Linked DNA regions of Pan troglodytes: all the other regions are linked to region 3. The links are chromatin contacts, called in public Hi-C and HiChIP or PLAC-seq maps. All regions are on one chromosome and are shown on one strand. The core of a region is the stretch at or near the end of the contact, and the rest is flanking DNA. Distances in the headings are between cores, read along the strand shown. Region 1 holds the start of MTG2 (mitochondrial ribosome associated GTPase 2). Region 2 holds the start of PSMA7 (proteasome 20S subunit alpha 7). Region 3 holds the start of RPS21 (ribosomal protein S21).

What was found. A called contact is a pair of places that touch in the nucleus more often than the background predicts. HiChIP or PLAC-seq counts read pairs in DNA pulled down with a chosen protein or histone mark.
Region 1: a Hi-C map of stem cell-derived neural progenitor cells shows a contact between it and region 3, with 2.0 times the contacts expected there. The contact joins the promoter of MTG2 here to the promoter of RPS21 in region 3. A contact is called at or near these places in 1 of 7 Hi-C or Micro-C datasets (stem cell-derived neural progenitor cells) and 1 of 1 datasets of contacts at active chromatin or transcription factors (stem cell-derived excitatory neurons).
Region 2: an H3K4me3 HiChIP or PLAC-seq map of stem cell-derived excitatory neurons shows a contact between it and region 3, with 3 times the contacts expected there. The contact joins the promoter of PSMA7 here to the promoter of RPS21 in region 3. A contact is called at or near these places in 1 of 7 Hi-C or Micro-C datasets (stem cell-derived neural progenitor cells) and 1 of 1 datasets of contacts at active chromatin or transcription factors (stem cell-derived excitatory neurons).

What each region holds. Positions count from the first base shown.
Region 1 is chr21:68,492,899-68,495,912 of NHGRI_mPanTro3-v2.0_pri, reverse strand. It overlaps MTG2 (mitochondrial ribosome associated GTPase 2), which reads right to left and starts at 1,347. Exons shown (of 7, transcript XM_514816.8): 1 at 1,245-1,347. SS18L1 (SS18L1 subunit of BAF chromatin remodeling complex) reads right to left here. Exons shown (of 12, transcript XR_001712340.3): 12 at 1,817-3,014.
Region 2 is chr21:68,452,208-68,455,340 of NHGRI_mPanTro3-v2.0_pri, reverse strand. It overlaps PSMA7 (proteasome 20S subunit alpha 7), which reads left to right and starts at 1,857. Exons shown (of 7, transcript XM_514761.8): 1 at 1,857-2,147. The coding sequence starts at 2,052. SS18L1 (SS18L1 subunit of BAF chromatin remodeling complex) reads right to left here and starts at 1,635. Exons shown (of 12, transcript XR_001712340.3): 1 at 1,465-1,635.
Region 3 is chr21:68,699,298-68,702,300 of NHGRI_mPanTro3-v2.0_pri, reverse strand. It overlaps RPS21 (ribosomal protein S21), which reads right to left and starts at 1,340. Exons shown (of 6, transcript XM_016938253.4): 1 at 941-1,340; 2 at 689-756; 3 at 403-466; 4 at 163-234. The coding sequence starts at 738.

The DNA.
Region 1 (3,014 bases), core at 98-2,597, 210 kb after region 3:
TCACTGCAACCTCCACCTCCCAGGTTCAAGCGATTCTCCTGCCTCAGCGTCCCCAGTAGCTGGGATTACAGGCGCCTGCCACCACGCCCGGCTACTTTTTTGTATTTTTAGTAGAGATGGGGTTTCACCATGTTGGCCAGGCTGGTCTTGAACTCCTGACCTCGTGATCTGCCCGCCTTGGCCTCCCAAAGTTCTGGGATTACAGGCGTGAGCCACCGCGTCCAGCGGAAACCTGATTCTTGACTTTACATTTTTTATGCCCATCTAAAGCAGTGGAGGCTGAGACTCACAGAGGTTCAGTCACTTGCCCAAAGTCACACAGTATCCTCTGGCCTCCCTGGCATGCTGCTGACACCTGCATTTTATGGCAGGAATCTTCTCACTGAGGTTCGCGTACACAGACTTCCCAAGGGACTAAGGCCAGGATAATTTCAAAGGAATCCATTTTCTGCCCAAGTTTTGCTACGTTCTCTCTGCTAAAACAGAACTGCCTGAGGACGAACCTGCGTTTAAAACAATTTGAATTCTCCTTTCCCGTCCCCCTTTTATAATGGGTCCTCCCCTTTACAAAAGAAAGGTATTTCTCTAGTGACACTGCCCAACAACCCCTCTAATTCCCACCTACAGGTCTGTGTGAACGCCGTTCCTCGGTATCCACAGCTACGAGAACGTAAATGGGAATAGAACGGGTAACCCGCTCACTGGGCAAAAGCCACCCACGGACAGTGAATTATCTGGAAATGCGTCTCCCTGAGGCGCGTTTACAATACAAAACTTTATTGTTGTTTTATCATCCAAATGTGTACATATTTCTGTTGTTTTGTGCAACTGTGTACTGCCAATAATCACTTTAAAATGTTTAATACTTAGAGCGCTGGATCAAGGCAAATTCCTAACAACTTGACTCGGAACTCACACACGGCACCCATCCCGTGACAGAGCACCACCGGGGTGGCTGACAAGACTTCTGACCCCAAAACGCGGTTCTGCGGAGAGAGTAGGGCAGGACCGGGGAGCAAGGCGCCGCTCCCCACCGCCCGAGCGCTCGCTACTCCGGGGCCGCAGCGCTCGGTCCCGCCGGGGTTCGCAGCCCGGCAGCGCTCCAGGCCTCTCAGCTCCTAGGCCAGGGCCTCTCCCGCTCCCAGCGCCCCGGTACCCCGCGGCCCAAGCCGAGGCCCCTCCTTGCGCCCGGGCCGCGACCACCCCCCGGACCCACGCTCCCCGCTCCCCGTTCCCGCACTCACCGGCTCGGGAGAGCACGTCACTTCCGGAGCGTCGCAAGCGGCCGACCACTTCCGGGGCCTTTTGGCTCCGGAAGCCCAAGGCTTGCCCAGTGCGCAGGTGCAGAAAACACGCCGACGGACCGAGAGGCGACCTTGTCCCTGGTAGCGGAAGCAGGAGCAACAGCAGGAGGGCTGCGGAGCGCTCAGCTGCAGCCGCGCTTCTCGCCGGCGCCCTCGCTGCCCGAGCACAAGGACAGCCGCCCCGCCCGTTCCACCCGGTGCCCAGGGTCCCCCAGCTCCTCTGACCCCTCCGGCGTTTGCGGAGCCTCCCGGGTCTGACGAGGACACCGCCGTTGCCCGAGGAGGCTACGGGGCAACGCAGAGCAGGCAGTGGGGACCGCAGGGCAGCCCCGGGGCGCCGTCCCCACCGCCCTTACCCTGGCTTCGCCTTGCCGCCGCGGGGAATCCGGTGCGGACGCACGGGAACTCTGCCCGGGAGCCGAGGTGACAATCTACCGGGTCTTGGTAATAAGTATTTGCAAAACACATCACACCAAAATCCCGTTAACTTCATGAAAACTCACTTTATAGGATGATTTTTGAAGAACCAGTTTATTAAGAGATTACACCAAAAGCATAAACAATTTATACGTCAAACTCCGACTGAAAAAAAAATAACCGATAAGGATGTTTTTTAAATGTACTGTACTCACAAATAACAAGACAAATTTGACCTGTTCAATAAATAGAAGTGAAGTGGCTAAAAATTTTTAAATGGAAATGGAAAACAGTCTTCTTCTTTGTACAGTTTTGAAGGGGTGCCCCCTATTCAAGCCTATACGTAGAAAAACCCTGACAAAATCAGAGGTTCACTTAACACTCCAACCATATGAGCGTATTAAGGTTTCTTTTCAGATCTTAGGAGATCTTGTCCACCTTAATCCCATTCACAGATCTTAGGAGATCTTGTCCACCTTAATCCCATCATAAAGACTGTTGGCATGAGTTCTGATGTACTGTTTTAATATGCTAAGTACTGTTGATTCAACAACAAACCTTAATGGGTGATGAGCTTTTGCATACCAATATGAATTTGTCAGCACTTCTGAAAACTGGCCATCATTTTTCAAATTCACAATTTGCTGGATGTCAGGGAACAATAGGAAGAAGAATGAGCGTCAATTTTCATGTCTTCCTTTGCTTCTTCACTGGCCTTCCATAGAAGTAGTCAGAAAAAAACAAAGCACCATCAACCACACTTCACAAACAATTCATGTTGGCCTAAGCTTTGCTCAACATTCATATGACAGAAGATAGAATAATGAAAAGGAACTGCTGGCATCACTTTCCCCATAATATGACATAAAAATCGACAGCACATTAAATAAACATTCTGTTATTAATCATTAAATATATTAACACCAAAAATCATGTATAAATTAGGAAATAAATGTACAAACTATTTTGCAAAGTGCTTTTTAAAATATATACACAACATTCAAGATATTCTTAATGTAAGACATTTCAGATTGAAGTTTTGGGATAAGTGTCCTTTTCTTTCAGAAAGTATTATTAATACAGCACTTAAAAAAACACACAAACACACAAAAAAGGCATATTCCCAGATTGGCAAGGAATAAAAATAAACTATTTTCACAGTTATCTAAAATGTTTAACATTTTCAGTGGGAAATTTTAGTCCCCGATTGAGTTTGCAAATTAGTTCTATGAAAATTGACAGGAAAAGAACAAAATCAAGGGAGATGACTCCCTAACTGAAATTGCTAATACT
Region 2 (3,133 bases), core at 608-3,107, 250 kb after region 3:
GGCTGTGCCACTTACCAGCAAGGCATTTAGCCCCCCTAGGCCTCAGTGTCCACTTACCAGCAAGGCACGGCCTCCCTAGGCCGCAGCCTCTTTAGCTATTAAACGGGAAGCCAGTAGCTTCTATGAAGAATTGGATGAATCAAGATTTATAAAACCCCTAGAACAGTGTCTGGGATACGGTAAGCGCCACATAAGTGTTTACTAAGTAAATTAAAATGCCACACTTGTAAATCTGTATTTCTGCTATTCTCAATCTCTCCTGTTCAGAGTTGGCCAAGGTTCTCATTTGTTAAGACCATCAAATTTCTAAAACTAGCAACAGCAAAGGTAGTCTCAAAATAGGCGATAGATTTAGGACAACTTCCACAGGAGACTGGCACGTCATCAAGGAATAACAGCCTCAGTCAAGGTCAAGGTGAACCCCCTTAGGGAGACAAGCGGCTCCTGGGAACCTAGGAATACCACTGTTTATCCCTGCAATCCCACCAGGGTGAAGACGGAGTCAGAGTTTAGGAAAAAAAACCAATGTCATTCCAACAGATGTTGTGACAACTGAAACGGGTGTGGCTAATGCTGATTTTCTTCCGAATCTGTCTTCTACAGAAAAAACAGCAGAAAATACAAAGTCTCAATTTCACAACTTAGGGCTTTGGATAACGGTGTCCCAAACCCACGTAAACGCTGTCTCTTGAAAACCACAAGGCCGAACTTACGGAGCTAGAAGAAAGGCTGTGGAGCAAATCCGTCAAGTTTGTTAGGCGAGGCGGCTGGCGAGGGTGTCACGCTGAAACCCGGCGTAGCCGCGAGGATACGGAGGGGGCGGTGCGCTCCCTACGGGGCCGGGCTGCGTAACGATGCCCCCCAAATGGGGATCGGGACGCGTCCTTCCGTGCCTCCATCGTTCGCGCCTCGCTCCAGGAGCAAGAGGGGCAGCCCCGGCCACAGTCTCCGCGGTCGCAGTGCGCCCGGAGGCCGACCCGGGCCCCTCACCACTAACCAAGATGAGCGCAGAAAACGAGTACCGCCCGCCTTCGCCACCGAAGCTGGCTGCGGAGCGCGACGAGCCCTCGCCGCGGCTCCGGCCCCGAGGAGTCCCCGTGCGCCCGGCATAGCCCAGGACAGTTCCCAGCGCGCGCCGCGGACGCGGGTAACAGCGCGCTCGGGGGCCGGCAGCCTCCAGCGTCCGCCCGGCCCCCACTGCCCAGTGCCCCGGCCCGAGGGACCCGCGCGCCCCAACAAAGTTGGCGCAGGCTCTCCGGGGAGCGCCCCCCACACGGCCGGGTGCCCGCCGGCGCGCAGGCGTGGGACGCGGGGAAGGGCACGGGGCCGCCGTCGGGGCTCGCGGCCGCCCGGCTGCGCCCCGGCTTTGTTCGCGCCCCGCGCCCGCCAGCTGCCCGCGCCCCGTCCCCGCGCGCGCCCGCCCGCAGACCCGCCGCCCAGCGCCGCCGCTCCGGCCCGGCCCACCTTCTGGATGGTTTGCTGCGTAACCTCCCCTTTGCCTCTTGGCCGGGCAGACGCGAAGGCCACGGACATGGTGGCGGCGCGGGGCTCAGCCCGTGGTCATCGAGGTGGATACTCCGGCTGCGCTGGGCGGCCCGAGGCGCTCATTATCCGCAGTCGCGGAGGGGGGGGCAGGGGGCGGGAGCGCGGGGGGCGCCGCGTCGTGGGCTCGTCCGCCCCGTCGCCGTCGCCGCGCCTCCGGGCCCGCGGCGCCGCCGCTCCGCCCTGCAGAACGGTCTGCGGCCCAGTGCCGAACGGTGGCCCCCGGCGACCCCCTCGCACCCAGCGCCCGGCCCTCGCCGGAGCACCGCCTCCCACCCCCGGCCACCGGTGGTTCGGCCTGACCCCGCCCCGGCGCGCGCCATCACGTCCGCCCGCCGCCGCCTGACGCTGCCCGTCGCCGCCTGACGCCGCCCGTCGCCGGCAGCGCAGGTCACGGCGCCGAGGGTGGGGCGCGGGCGTAGTGGCGCCGGGAGTCGCGGGTGCGCGCGGGCCGTGAGTGTGCGCTTTTGAGAGTCGCGGCGGAAGGAGCCCGGCCGCCGCCCGCCGGCATGAGCTACGACCGCGCCATCACCGTCTTCTCGCCCGACGGCCACCTCTTCCAAGTGGAGTACGCGCAGGAGGCCGTCAAGAAGGGCTCGACCGCGGTGAGGCGCCGGGGCCTGCGCGGGGCCGGGGACGCGGGCGGAAGTGGGGCTGGGGAGCCGAGAGAGGGCCGGGGCCGGGCGCGGCGCTGTGGGCGCCCGCGGGCGTGCGCGGGGCAGCGGCGCGGGCGGTCAGGGCTGTAGCTGAGCGCGGGCCCCGCTGCCGGTCTCCACGAGTGCCTGCAGAGGCGGCGTTTGGCGTGAGCCGCGAGCGCTCGTTCTCCCCACTCAGCGCCTCGCTTGGGGCCCGGCCTCGCGTGGGGCCCCGGGCACGGGGGCCGTGACGACGCCATCTTGAGCACCCCTGGCCCCGGCCGGGCGCGTGGGTCGCGCCGCCGCCCCGGCGAGCAGAGGCCGGGCGAGGGCCGCCCTGGGCCGCGGAGCGCGGGGGGTAGGCCGTGCGCTCGCTGGGGGGCTGTTCACGCAGCCGGGTGGCTGGGGAGCGAACTACTCAAACCCCCCTTATGGGGACCCCCACCCGCTCCGGGGCAACACTAATTCTCTAGGCCCAGGTGGGCTTCGAGAACAAAGCGACTCGCTGGCCTGGCCGGTGGCGGGCGCCTCCCGGGTCTCCGCACTCTGCCGGGAGGAGCCTTCCCGGGGCCGGGCTGCAGCCGCCCGGGTCAGGACTGGTTTGAACGCGGCCGTTTCGTTTTGAGGAGGGCTCGTGTACATTGACCTTAGTGACATTGTTTGAAACTTAAATTTGTACCATCAAGACGTGTCAGTTTAATTGGTCAGCCTGTGAGATCGTTATTCTTTTATCACCTGGTATTCAGAGGTTTGAGCAGGCAGACAAAGCAGCACACACGGTTCTGTAAATTTTGAGTTGTTTTCATTTTCTGAATCTTTGTTTTGAAATGAAGGCCCAGTATTCATCAGGTGATCTAACTCAGCTTAAAGAGGACTAGGAGTCGGCTGACCCCTGTACCCACCCCAATACTGCCACCCCCGCCAGCTGGCCGCCGCTGGCTTTAACGAACCGATAT
Region 3 (3,003 bases), core at 91-2,590:
CACCCCTCTTCCACCCTCAAGAAGCGGCAGGCGGCCAGCCCAGTCCAGCTGGCTCAAACTACTCTGCCAGCAAATCTACTCAGGCACCATCACACACTCCAATGCGCAAGGTAAAGTCCACGATGTCCCGAAGTGATGAGCAAAGCCCAGGGAAACACTCACCATCCTACGAATGGCCCCGCAGATAGCATAAGTTTTAAACTGGCCATTAAACCTGCCTGTGACCTTGTCAACCTAGAAAGAGAAGAAGGATCACAAACCACTCCCCCAGGTTTGGGAAACACCAATCCTCAAAGCCAGCCTCTGCCTGTACCTTCATCCTAGGGGCTCCTCCACAAGGGGACAGCCTGCCTTTCCCGCACATACATCACAACCTTCCCGCCTCCCGGGCTCCCAGCTCACCTCGGCCACGTTCATCTGGATGGATGCGTGGTCCTTGGCACCGATGATGCGATTGCTAGCGGAGCTGTAGAGAAAGGGCGCAGTGAGCAGAGGGGACTTGGGCGGTAAGAATGAAAGAGGGGACGAGTGAGGTTGGGGGTATATGAATGGAAAAGAGTAACGTCGGGGGCAGGACAAGTTAGGGACGTGACAAGGTAAGGACGGGAGGGGTGTGGGGGAACAAGGGCAGGCGAGGGGACGTGGTGGTTAGGTAAGGACGGAAGAGGGGCATGTGGGGGGCGCTTACCATTTCCGCGGCACGTACAGGTCCACGAACTCGCCGGCGTCGTTCTGCATTTCGAGGCTGGGCTGCGCCTGGGGAGTCACCGCGCGGCGCCCTGAGTACGGCCGGAACCGTGCCCCGGGTCCCGGCGCAAACCGGCCCCTAGGGTCACGGCCCCAGCCGCACCCAGCACCCCGCACCCCGTCCCCCGCGTCCAAGCCCCCACTCCCGCCCCTGCCCCAGCCCTGAGCCCGAAGCCCGCGCCGCGCGCCACACCTGCTGCCACCACACCGCGCGCGAGAGAGAAAGGAAGCAGCTAGTCACCCGGCAGAGATATCGGCGGGCAAGGAGGGGCCTCGGCGAGTGCTTCCGGGTCACGCCACCACAGCGAGTCTGCGCTGTGCGTGCTTGCCGGCCGTCGCCGTGACGCACTTCCGCTTCCGGCGAGGAGGTTCTCGGACCCCAGCCTGCTGGTCCTCGGGCGCGGGGCGTCGTGGGGGTCGTTGTTGAGGGTGGTTGCCGTGTGTGGCGTCTTAGCCTGGCCCCTGGGTTGTGCCCCACGGACGCAGTCGACCCCTGTGAGCGCCTCGGGAGCCCCGAATAGCAGCTGGGAGAAGGGGCGAGGACTGAGCCTCGCTGCCCGCTGTCGGCCGGGCTAGAGATACGGGCGTGCCCCCCATTGTGCGCCTCCCGCCCCCCCGGTCCCCTCACCCTGCGGCCACCTGGGGCGTGGGGCGGTGCTCCTGCCCATGCACGTAGCCGCTGCGAGCGGAGGCCTGCTCACCTGGTGCCTGCTACTCACTCCCCCGGGCCGGTGGGCGAAGGACACCCGCAGGAACTCGGCAGAGGAGAAATTCAGACGGCTCCCGAGGGTAGGAAAAGACCCCGGCCCACCGTGGAATCTGAAACACCCGACCACTCTGCCATCCCATGTTTCACCAGTCAGACCCCCAGGGCAGGGCAGGGGAAGCAGAATGCAAACTGGGGCACCGTTTCCCTGAAGCGTGTTGGCCGCATTTGTCGTAGTGCTTGAGGTGCATACCCTTGGACCCCGAAAACCCATTCCTGGGAATTTGCTCCAAGGAAGTAAAGATGTTACAAAGATGGACCCACGAAGTATGGTCGTTGGTTATGGGTGGGGTCTTGAGGAAGGCCTTGTTAGTAGCCTGAACCCTGTTGCCAGGAGAAGCTCCAAGCCGGTAGACGGAGGGAGCAGCGCGGCCTATGTTGGGGTCTTCTCTGGGCGGGGGACATGATCCTAGGATGTAGAACTAGCCTCAGAAAACTAAGACTCAGTGGCCAGGTGCGGTGGCTCAGGCCTGTAATCCCAGCGCTTTGGGCGGAGGTGGGTGGATCACCTGAGGTCTGGAGTTCGAGACCCGTCTGGCCAACATGGTGAAACCCCATCTCTACTAAAAATACAAAAAATTAGCTGGGCGTGGTGGCAGGCGCCTGTAGTCCCAGCTACTCGGAAGGCTGAGGCAGGAGAATGGCATGAACCCGGGAGGCGGAGCTTGTAGTGAGCTGAGATCCCACCACTGCACTCCAGCCTGGGCGACAGAGCAAGACCGCGTCTCAAAAAAAAAAAAGTTTTTTTATGTTTAATTTTTTGGGTACATAGTGGGTGTGTACATTTATGGGGCACATGAGATATTTTCATACAGGTATGCAGTGCGTAGTAATCACATGGGGTATATGGAGCATCCATCACCTCAAGCATTTATCCTTTGCGTTACAAATAATCCAATACTATACTCTTTTAGTCATTTTAAAATGTGCAATTAAATCATTATTGACTGTAGACACCCTGTTGTGCTATCAAACACTAGGTCTTATTCTTTCTGTTTTTTTATACCCATTAACCATCCCCATTTGCCCCCCTCCTCCCACTGTGCTACCCTTCCCAGCCTCTGGTAACCATCTTTCTACTGTCTATCTCCACAAATTCAATTGTTTTAATTTTTAGCTCCCACAAATAATAGTGCTGTGATAAACATCGTAGCACATGTATCTCTTTCTTTCTTTCTTTTTTTGAGACAAAGTCTTGCTCTGTCACCCAGGCTGGAGTGCAGTGGTGCGATCTCGGCTCACTGCAACTTCTGCCCCCAGAGTTCAAGTGATTCTCCTGCCTCAGCCTCCTCAGTAGCTGGGACTACAGGCATGAGCCACCACACCCGGCCAGGTATCTCTTTCATATACTGATTTCCTTTCTTTTGGGTATATGCCCAGCAGTGGGATTGCTTTATTTATGGTAGCTCTATTCTTAGTTTTTGTTTGTTTGTTTGTTTGAGACGGAGTCTTGCTCTGTCTCCCAGGCTGGAGTGCAATGGTGCGGTCTT